Regions from separate parts of the Anas platyrhynchos genome. Here region 1 is linked to region 2. The links are chromatin contacts, called in public Hi-C maps. All regions are on one chromosome and are shown on one strand. Each heading gives the region's core, a stretch centred on a gene start, on an enhancer-like site or on the middle of the called end of the contact. The rest is flanking DNA. Distances are from core to core; before and after follow the strand shown.

Evidence for each region. A called contact is a pair of places that touch in the nucleus more often than the background predicts.
Region 1: a Hi-C map of skeletal muscle shows a contact between it and region 2, with 6 times the contacts expected there. The contact joins two enhancer-like sites. A contact is called at or near these places in 5 of 8 Hi-C or Micro-C datasets (F1 follicle, liver, skeletal muscle and 1 more).

Annotation. Positions count from the first base shown.
Region 1 is chr1:204,438,410-204,443,248 of IASCAAS_PekinDuck_T2T, reverse strand. No RefSeq gene overlaps it. Among named protein-coding and RNA genes, the nearest start is that of GUCY2F, 12 kb to the left of the region's middle. Within about 2 kb of position 3,073, at least 1 of the 8 cell types and tissues checked has an H3K27ac peak or open chromatin away from gene starts, as enhancers often do.
Region 2 is chr1:204,327,484-204,332,226 of IASCAAS_PekinDuck_T2T, reverse strand. No RefSeq gene overlaps it. Among named protein-coding and RNA genes, the nearest start is that of ACER3, 11 kb to the right of the region's middle. Within about 2 kb of position 2,671, at least 3 of the 8 cell types and tissues checked have an H3K27ac peak or open chromatin away from gene starts, as enhancers often do.

The DNA.
Region 1 (4,839 bases), core at 1,824-4,323, 110 kb before region 2:
GCTGGGCTGCAAAAGACTCTCACTGTCTTTCTGGGGTTTTCTGGTGGCTGCTCTGGTTTCTGAAAGCTGCTGTGCCTTGAGATGTAGCAGAAATTTGGTATGTGAGTGCAGTGGGAGTACAGGAATCTGCATCTTCACTGGGTACCAAGGCAGGTCCAAAGAGGTGAGTGTATTGCAGGGGTAGGGAGAAGAGGTCTCAGACCTCCCTGCTTTGTCACAGACTTGCTTAAGGCCACAAACAAAACCATTTCATCCATACAGCAACAGGAAACACGGCTGCATGACATTATAAGGGCAGGTATGAGTCAGCCTTGAGCCAACAACCATACAGGTTCTTCTCATCCTCTTCTCTTTGTGTTTACCCCCTTCTCACCAGACTAACACACACCCAGAATACGCTGGTCCTGCCACCACCCTCACATGCTGCTTTGCCAAAGCCCTGATATGGGGAAGGCAGAGCAAACCCAGTGTGTTTATACCCTGCAGCAAGACGTCCCATATTCTGCTGCAGCTCGCAGCCCCCAGCCAGGGACGTGAGATGTGTTGGACTTCCCCTTCATCCCAGTGGGTGCCAAAGCTGGCTCTGGCATTTATTTGCCATCACTATTCCTTGAGAAGATCAAAACAACCGGACATCTGGTTGTCCTTTACTGCCGTCCTGGTTTATGTCATGTCGTTCTTCCACAGCCTCATTTATTTTCCTTTTTAATCACCTCCGAGCCAAAGCAGCTGACACATGCTCATGCCCCGTGTAGCCCACGAGAGAGCGCTCCCTCTCTGGCAGACCACACACTTCTCCAACTGGTTAAACTGGAAAGAAGCTCATCAGGGTGGCTTGGTCCCTGGGCTGCTTTCCAGTCGCCTTCTCACCCCTAAATCCCAGCAAAGTCAGCTCCCTGGGAACCGGACACGATGCATTAGGTCTTTTAATTTTTATTATTTTTTTTTTTTTTTCCCAGGAAAATATTACTTCAGGACACAAACCCTTGTAAGCAAAACAGGAGACAGTGACAAGGGAGGGTTTTTCTCTTCTCCCAGCCACGCGTTTTACCAAGTGCAAGTTACAAGTCTGATTTGCCACTTTGTCATCCAGACTAAATTGTCACCAGCCAGACTTTGATCCTCACCGAGCAAGCTGAAAACAGTACTGGTAAAATGTATCTCAATGCCTTCAGCCTTTCTTTTCATATTTGGGGATTTCCTGTCCCAAAGAGCCTCGGTTATTCCAGTAAGCCAGCGCTTTGTTTCCCTGATTAAGCAGTGAGAGAAGAGCGGCGAGCCCCTCGCAATGTGTCACTTTAATTAAGTTTCCCTTGTGGTGAGTGTCTGAGGATGACAGACAGTTCAGAGGACTCCCCACACGCCAGACTTATCACAACCACTCCTGATTTTCTGCCATCCTGTGTGTTGTTGTTTTTTTTTTCTTTCCTGCTCAGACGATTGCTGGTCTCATCAAGCCAAGTGTGTACGAGCCCTCGCGCTAATGAGCGAGTCAGAGCGGCAGCCCCCCGCTTGCCCTGGCCCTGCAGCTGCAAAGTAATGCTATAAAAACACTTAATGAAGCATGACGCTTGAAAAACACCCCGGCTCCTTCCTCTGGGGAGAGGGAATGCCCTCAGCTGTGATTAAAGGGATGCTCAGCCCCAGGTGGTGGTGCCTGCATGGTGAGCTGGGTCTCCCACTTAGCTCCACGTAGGGCAGCGTTGGAGTTTGTGGTTGATAAATCATCCCAGAATCACAGGAGATAAGCTATGGGTTTGTCCCTCTTCATTAGTGAGGACAGAAGGGGAAGAACAGTTGATTTATCCCTTTACTGGTCCCAGTAGGAAGGAGGGGGAAGGAACTGGGTGTTTCACAGGGGCAGCCTTGCCCTGCCTGGCTGAAGGTTGCCCATTACCATCGCTCATTTCCATGTCCACTGGCAACTGGTGAGGATGGGGACTTGGGAAGGTGGGATGGAGGAGAAACTGGTCAGAAATCACTTAGGAGGAATGTGGTCAAGCACAACAGACAGGCATGGAGATGCATGGGATAGACAAGAACAACCTTGAAGGGGAAAACCAGAGAGAAACTGGACATGGCAAGGCCAGGGGGTCCTCATGCTTTGTGATTCTCAGCCTGCCATCACAATGACCATCCAGAGTGCTCATATCCTGATATAAATAATAAAATTCCCGCCCAGATGCATAAATGAGAGGTTCTTTCTGCAAATCACAGCTGTAAGCAGCATGGTTATATTTCAGATGGCTTCCATCTTCAGATTTTACCAAAACCAATGTGGAAAAAAAAAACATAGAAAGAGGGTAAAAGTGTTAATTTGTAAATTCTGTGTGACAGGGGTTTGGACTCTGCACCCAAGTGAATTCATTTTATTTCCTGCTCATGCAAAGCAATATCTTGTCCCTTCAAAGCTGATGATTGTGTGTGGGCATGGGAATTGTTGGACTGGGATGCAGGCATCACCGTACCTAAGCAATCAAGGATGCGGTAAGAAAGGTCACCTTGGATCTGTACCCAACTTTGTGATCTTCCAGGGACCTCCTAACATCCCTGTGCAAAGCCTTGAGGCTTCTCAGCACCTACTTTAGCGACTCTCTTTAGAGGGTGAAGCACCTTTCATCTGCAATTCTGCCAGAACTGGGCTGTACTCGTCCAGGAGCTGAGCACTGAATGCAGTCACCACTCCCTGGCCACGGGGCATGGTCTCCAGCAAGGTTTTTGTGAGTCGTTATCAGCAGCCTTTGTTTCTGAGGGTTTGTAAAATATACATGTCTCCTCCGGAGTTTATTTAGCTGGAACTGGCTTGTTGTAAACATCCAGTGAAGGATGGGAGTGCTATCCCCTGTTATTTCATTGTCTGGCAGAAAAAGGAAAAAAAAAGAAAAAAAAAAAAAAGGGGGAAAAGCAAGCAATTCCCTTGAGTGGACATCTGTGCTGATGCTAAAGGAGCTCCCAGCAAGAAAAAAAAGATACAGAAAAATCCCTGTTCTGAAGCAACTTAACAGTACTTTGCAGTAGAGAGGGGGCTGTATCAGAGCATCACTTCTCTGCAGTCCCTTGAACTCTGCCAGCCCTCTACCCCAGAGCCAACCCCCCTTCCATTCTCAGCACCCCTCCCATCCTAAGAAAGCCTTGTTCCAGGGCAGAGACACATTGTTCCAGGGAAACAAACCCTTGACACCATCTGAATCATTGACTAAGCAGAGCTGAGGCATTGTTACAAAGGGAGATAAAGTTTATTGCTAGCCAGATTCCAGTCTGCCCCATCACAGTGTCAAAAAAGCTTTGTATTTAAACTCATTTAGCTTAGTGATGCTGCTAGTTTAGCTCAGAGGGAGACAGGGAGAGATGATGATTTGGCTGTATCATGAACAAAACTAAATGTCCTTGCTAACTTCATGGCCTGGAGGTCGCATAGGCAACTGCTGCAGTGATGCATGAAGCCAAACAGATGAGGGTGAGGGCTTTGGGTCCTCTCTCATCAGTGTTGGAGGCATCAGACAGATTGTGGCTCAGGCTTCAGCATAATCAAGGCTTGATTAAGAGCTAGAACATGTCCCCCTCTGGATGTAGGAGATAGAGGGAAATAGGAAGAGCTGGAGAAGGTGGCATTGCTGTTTTGTTTCCCTTGACAGTTTGCAGCCATAGATAACTGCTATGGCTGAGAAGTTTTCTTCAGCAGTAGGTTTGGATGATCCATGTTTACTTATCGTCCTGAATTAGCCCGAACCAATGCCACCGCATGATGTGGTAGGTGTAGAAGGGTCAGCCCTTTTCTGCTGACCATCTCTCTTCCCAGCTGTGACATCTTCAGGGCCTCTGTCAAAGAGAGCTCCCTCTCACTGACTTTGGATTGGCCTCGAGCCATCCAATCCAGCTGTCCCATGCCAGCAAACAGATGAGGCAATGCCCAAGTGGTCTACAGAAGAGCACAGGCCAAAGGATGTTCCTGATGGGCAGCATGGAAAAGTCCACTCTGTGCTGGGGCGAAAGAACCAAGCCATATGGACACAGCCTGAGCAGTATCATTTGACCACAGGGCTAGAGAATCACAGAATCACAGAATTTCTAGGTTGGAAGAGACCTCAAGATCATCGAGTCCAACCTCTGACCTAATACTTATAGGTATTTGGGTCTTACTTATAGGAATATTGCTTAGGAGAACAGGTGATGCAGTCATACAGCCCAAAGAGGTTCATTAAAATAAATAAATAAATAAATAAATAAATAAATAAATAAATAAATAAATAAATGCAAGGAATGTCACAGCTTCCCAGAAGCCATTATAAAATATCTATAGGAATTATAGATGCCTATAGGAAACTAGACGCCTTCAGCAGAAAAGCCTGAAAGGCAGAAGAACTAGAAAGTCATGCAACAAGATGGTTGGAAGACTCAAGAATTTGCACTTTTGTAGGAATCAGGCACTGGTTATGTTTTTTAATCCCCCCCCCCCCCCCGTGCCTGTATCTGGGGTTGGATTCACATTTAAGGTTGGTGAAAGCGTGTCACTTCCCCAGACAGCAGAAGATAAGTGCCTGCCCCCGGTTATAGCTGCCCCATGCTGAGGCTTGTTTTATGGGTAGAGTAAACCTCTGCAGCAATTAGTTATGCAGAGAACTCTTGTGCTTAACTTTTAAGCAGCATAGATTTCCATATATGTCTATTGTATATGCAGAAGATCATTAAATTTTTATTGTGCTGTTCTGGAAGAAAAAGCAAACAACAAAACACAAAACAAGCCAACGAGCAAAAGTTTGAATATAAATGGGGTATGTTTACCTCGTATGTGATAGTGTGACCAGAGATGAAGCAGAGGTGTTTTGAAGCTGTTTAGCC
Region 2 (4,743 bases), core at 1,422-3,921:
GGGTCATCAGTGCCAGCTCCTTACAGATAAAGGTGGTGTCCCAGGACCTGGGGTGCATACGGTGGCCCCAACAGATTGTCCTGAAAGCACACAAAATCTGTGTCATCATTTGGATGAGACAGCATCATGGCCAAAAGCACTGTTCTCTTAGTCCCTGGGCTTGCCCTGTAGCTCAGGGGTGGATAACCCCATCCCCGTGGTGTCCTGTCCCCCTCTGCCTTTTCTGCCAAACCACCTCTTTTTGGCAGGAAGGACTGCCTGTGCTTTGGCCAGCTCAGTAAGATGTTGAGCTTAGCCACAGATGCTGTTTTTCAGTGCGAATAAAAAATGGTTCTAAGAAGTGTTACGCGTTTTTAGATGAATAAGTGTTTGTTCAGGGATCCGCACCAGCCTTTGGGATTTGCAGGCTGATGTCCAATAATCTGTAAACACCAGCAATACCACATCATTACTATCACCTTCACAAGTGGTCCTGACTCAAAGCAGAGTTTTTATTGCCGAATTGTTCCTATTGGCAACTCTTTTGTATTTACTGCTAACCAATTTCTGATCTAACACTAGCAAAAATGCATTCCCAGGCATCACAAAGGAACTTTTCTTTGAAGCAAGATGAACTAAGTGAACATGCCCCCGTTCAGCAGGGTAGAGATCAATTTATCCGTAAACCACAAACAAACCTGATTCAGCGCGCTTTATCTGTGCACACAGAACATTTCTATAGCTGCAGTGTTTTGGGGTTTTTGCAGCATCGCCTTTCATCACTGCAGCACCTGAAGACCTGTGTAGGCAAGGGATACATGAAGAGGAACAGATTCAAGTCTTCGAATGTGTCCAAAATCAAACAGGAGGCTTTGTGGCTGAGACAGTGGCAGACTCAAGCGCTCCTGCCTGCCAGTGTTCACTGCGTCGCCCCGCGATCATCTGCAACCCAAATTTCCCTGTGTGGCTGTCCCTGCTGTAATTCACTCCAGTTGTCTGTTTAATTAAAGGCGACACGTGGGACAATTGATTAACACAGGCTGCATTGTGAGATGGCTGCAAATTTCAATTTCAAATTAAAAAGCAAAGGAAAAGTCAGAGGTTTTCCTGTTTCAGCGAACAGTTGCCTTTTCATGCAAATAAATTTTCTTGGAGAAAAGGACTTTTGGTTCTCCCTGCCTGGTTGCACTGGCAGAGGAGGTGCAGCGGGGCTGTTTTCCATCGCTAGCATCTCCAACACAGAGGAACCTGCTGTCTGCCCGTAAAGTAATGCACATGGAAGATCTCTTGGGATGGGGATGGTGGCAGGACACAAAGCCTGATCTCGGGGCTGAATAATGTTTACTTCATCTGTGTTTGCTGCAGGGGTCTTTATTCCACTTGCTTTCTTCTGAGGAGGCACATGGAGATGCTGCATGAAAAATAAGCCCCTTCTGGCCCACCAGAGGTCCTAGAGAAGTGCTGCAAAGTCTGAATCAGAGCCAGAGCTGGAGATCTTACCAACAAAGGGAACCCTTTGGTAAAGTAAATGAACCAAATAAATAAATACTGACACACCAAATAAATTAATACTGATACATTCAGCAAAAAAGGTTTCAACCTGCTAGGAAATGATTGTCAAAGCATAGCCACACGTATCACGTCCTTCCCTGGAACTGCATGCATTGATGCTCTGGTGAGAAAACCTTAGGGAGATCCTAGCTGCCCAAATGGGACCTGAACCCACTTGTCAGCTGCCTGGTCAGCTCCTTCTGCGTGTCCCTTGTGCCCTAGCAGCAGCACAGTGTGAGCGCTGGATCCTTCTCAGAAGAGTTTCCAGGATCTCAAGGGTATCTTGTGTCTGCACACAAAATCATGCGGTCAGAATAGTGAGGACATCTGGGGTGGATTCATATAATTTCAAGATGTCTGAAGCTTTTCACCAATTCTGTCTAAGCCAGTCAGCCTGGGTTCTCTGTAAAATTAGCAGGAAAAAAATGTGGGTAGTCCTACAGAGTGATTCATCTGACCCTTTTTTAGACTTCTACTTTAAGATGAAATTATAGCCTCTGCTGACAGTAATGGGCATCTGTGGTATCTAACTTGGGTGGAAACATCTACTCCGTAAAAATTTGCATTTCATCCAAAAAATTCAGCCTCCAAATTGTTACGATAAAAATGTTGTGCATGGGCAGAGGAAACGCACTATATATGTAACTATACCCCAAAACTTATTGTTAGTATAACTGAAATCTTCACGGTCTAACTCAAGAATCACTATTTGTCTTAATCTAATTATCAGAGAAAAATAAATAATAAAATTTCCATATATAGTACAGAAAATATTTCAAAAAATAGTAATAACACAATTAAAAATACAACTTATGTTACTGGTTTATTCTTCCTCACTCTGAGATCCACTTTGGGTCATTTTCATGTGCTTGCTGATATTCTTTTACACTTTTCTCTTTTTTCAGGAGTCTACAGATCCATTCGCATCCAAATTTACTAGGTATGATGCCCTGTATGTACATCAGACTGTATTTCTTTTCTCTCTTTATTACCTCTAGTTTTGTCCGGCTCCAGGTCTGCATTTCTTTAACCGACCATGGGCAAGTCTCCAGAACCAGCCTGTGCCTCGTCTCTTCTCATCCCACACCAGCACTCTTCTGCGCCGCCTCCTGTATCTGCTCAAGGCTCCTGTGTCTGCGCTTCTCAAGGTCTCTGCTATCACACCAGGCCTGTATTTCTCTACACAACATCACTGTGTTAGAGTTGTATCTCATTCTTCACAGAACAGCTGCTTGTTGCTGCTGTTCCTATGGTCATAACACACAAAAATAAATGAAAGAGAAGCAAATTAGCCATAGACACCTGGACAATTGGAGAAATTGCTCTCATGGCTAAACCAAGTAAAATAAAGCTCAGGCAGGGCAAGAAAAGTTCAGACAAAGCAAAATTGGCAAGGCTCAGTCCTGGTAAATCCTAAACACAGGGAAAAGATCATGATCTATTTACGACCAACAGCAATACAGGATCACAGAGCACATTTACAGAAGACAAGAAACCCCTGTGGCACTGTGACACCCACAGTTCAGAAGAGCACTGAGCTTCATTCTGCTTCATCTTAAAACATTTCAAATATCAGAGTACAGAAAACTAAGGTGGATTGAGGCCCCCTGAAAAGCCAGATCATCTTCCTGGACCACCAGTAAGTGCTCCAGAGAGTATTTCACAAATGCACAGTTAAAACACCCTCGGGTTAACTCCCAGGGTTTTGGAAGACAGCTTCTGTGGAAGTCTTTGTATAAAATAAAGAGAAATCTCTTGTGACGGTCCCTAACTAGCAGCAGCATAGTACAGCAGTGGAAGGAAGCTGCAGGGTGTTTTTCCTGCTTTGAGACACCCACGCAACGCAGAACAAAATCTTGTCCTAACTGCTCTCCTGAGAGCGATGATGGGGGGCTCCAGGGAGCCACTTGTTTCAGCTTGCCCACCTTGGCTGAACGGGTAGCTGCAGTCATTTCCTTGCCTCCAAAAGAAGCTGTTCTCCTGGATCTCCTCCAAGCACTTCTGGAAAGCATATTCTTGCTTTTGAAAGAGCTCAGGCTACAGCATCTTACGGGTTTTCTCATGAACCCCAGGAAAAGACTTTCTGGGCATGGAAGTGCTCCCAGGGCTGAACTAGACTCAGGGGGAGACACAAAGGTGGCATATCATCCTCCTGCACCAGCACGAGCCAGGAGGAGCTCATGTCCCTACTAAGCAGGAGATAAGACTAAGAGAAATCACAGCTGGGCCCAGAACAACTCATTCAATGCAGGAGCCTTGTGCCCTCCTCCCTTATGGTGGTTCTGCACCCAAGTTATTACGCTAACACCTAAAATAGCTATTTCTGACGTATCTTTGTGAGCAAAATAGTTTCATACGTCAGCAAGATTTAGGAATACTGAAGATCTTGTCTTGACATGTGTTGCTCTTGTCCTGTGTATAAATATCCCTAGACTCTGGTTGGGTTGCTGGGGTTTAAGGTTAATTTCAGGACCAGGCTGATGCCCGTGTTCCCCACAGTGTGCACAGAGTGGGGCACAGCTCTGAGACCTGTGTGGAAAGAAAGGCCTGAGCTCATTTTGGGTGTTATCGTGCAGGGCCCAGCTCTTCACGTTATCCAGAGGAGCACATGGGAGCTGACAAGGGCGCAGTTTTCTCAGCTCGGTGGAGGTTTTGAATTACAGGCACCCTCAGAGGGCAGAATTTCTTCCCAAGGCCTCCCCGAAGCCTCCCCCCTGCCAGGCTCCAGCCACTGCCCCTCATCCTGTCCCCCCAGCCCTGACCAAGAGTCCCTCCCCAGCTTTCCTCTAGGCCCCATTTAGGTACTGGAATGCCTCTGTAAGGTCTCCCTGGGGCCTTCCCTTCCCCAGGCCCACCACCCCCAGCTCTCTCAGCCTGGCCCCACAGCAGGGTCCAGCTTCTCACCCCCCACCACCCCCAGGGCCCTCTCCTCAGGGCTGCTCTCAAGGAGTTCTCCTCCCAGTCTGGTTGAGGTGCAGCACCATGCACTTGGCCTTCTCAAACCCCATTAGGTTACGGGCCCACCTTCCCAAGCTTGTCCAGGTCCCTTTGGCTGGCATCCCTTTCCTTCTGTTGTATCAACCACACCACACAGCCTTGGTTTTAGGATCGCTCATTCAGTGACACGCATTCTTTCTGAGGAGGGGAATTCCAAACAACAGGATAATCTATCTTGCTATCCTACCCAAACCCCTAGAGAATGAGACATTAATC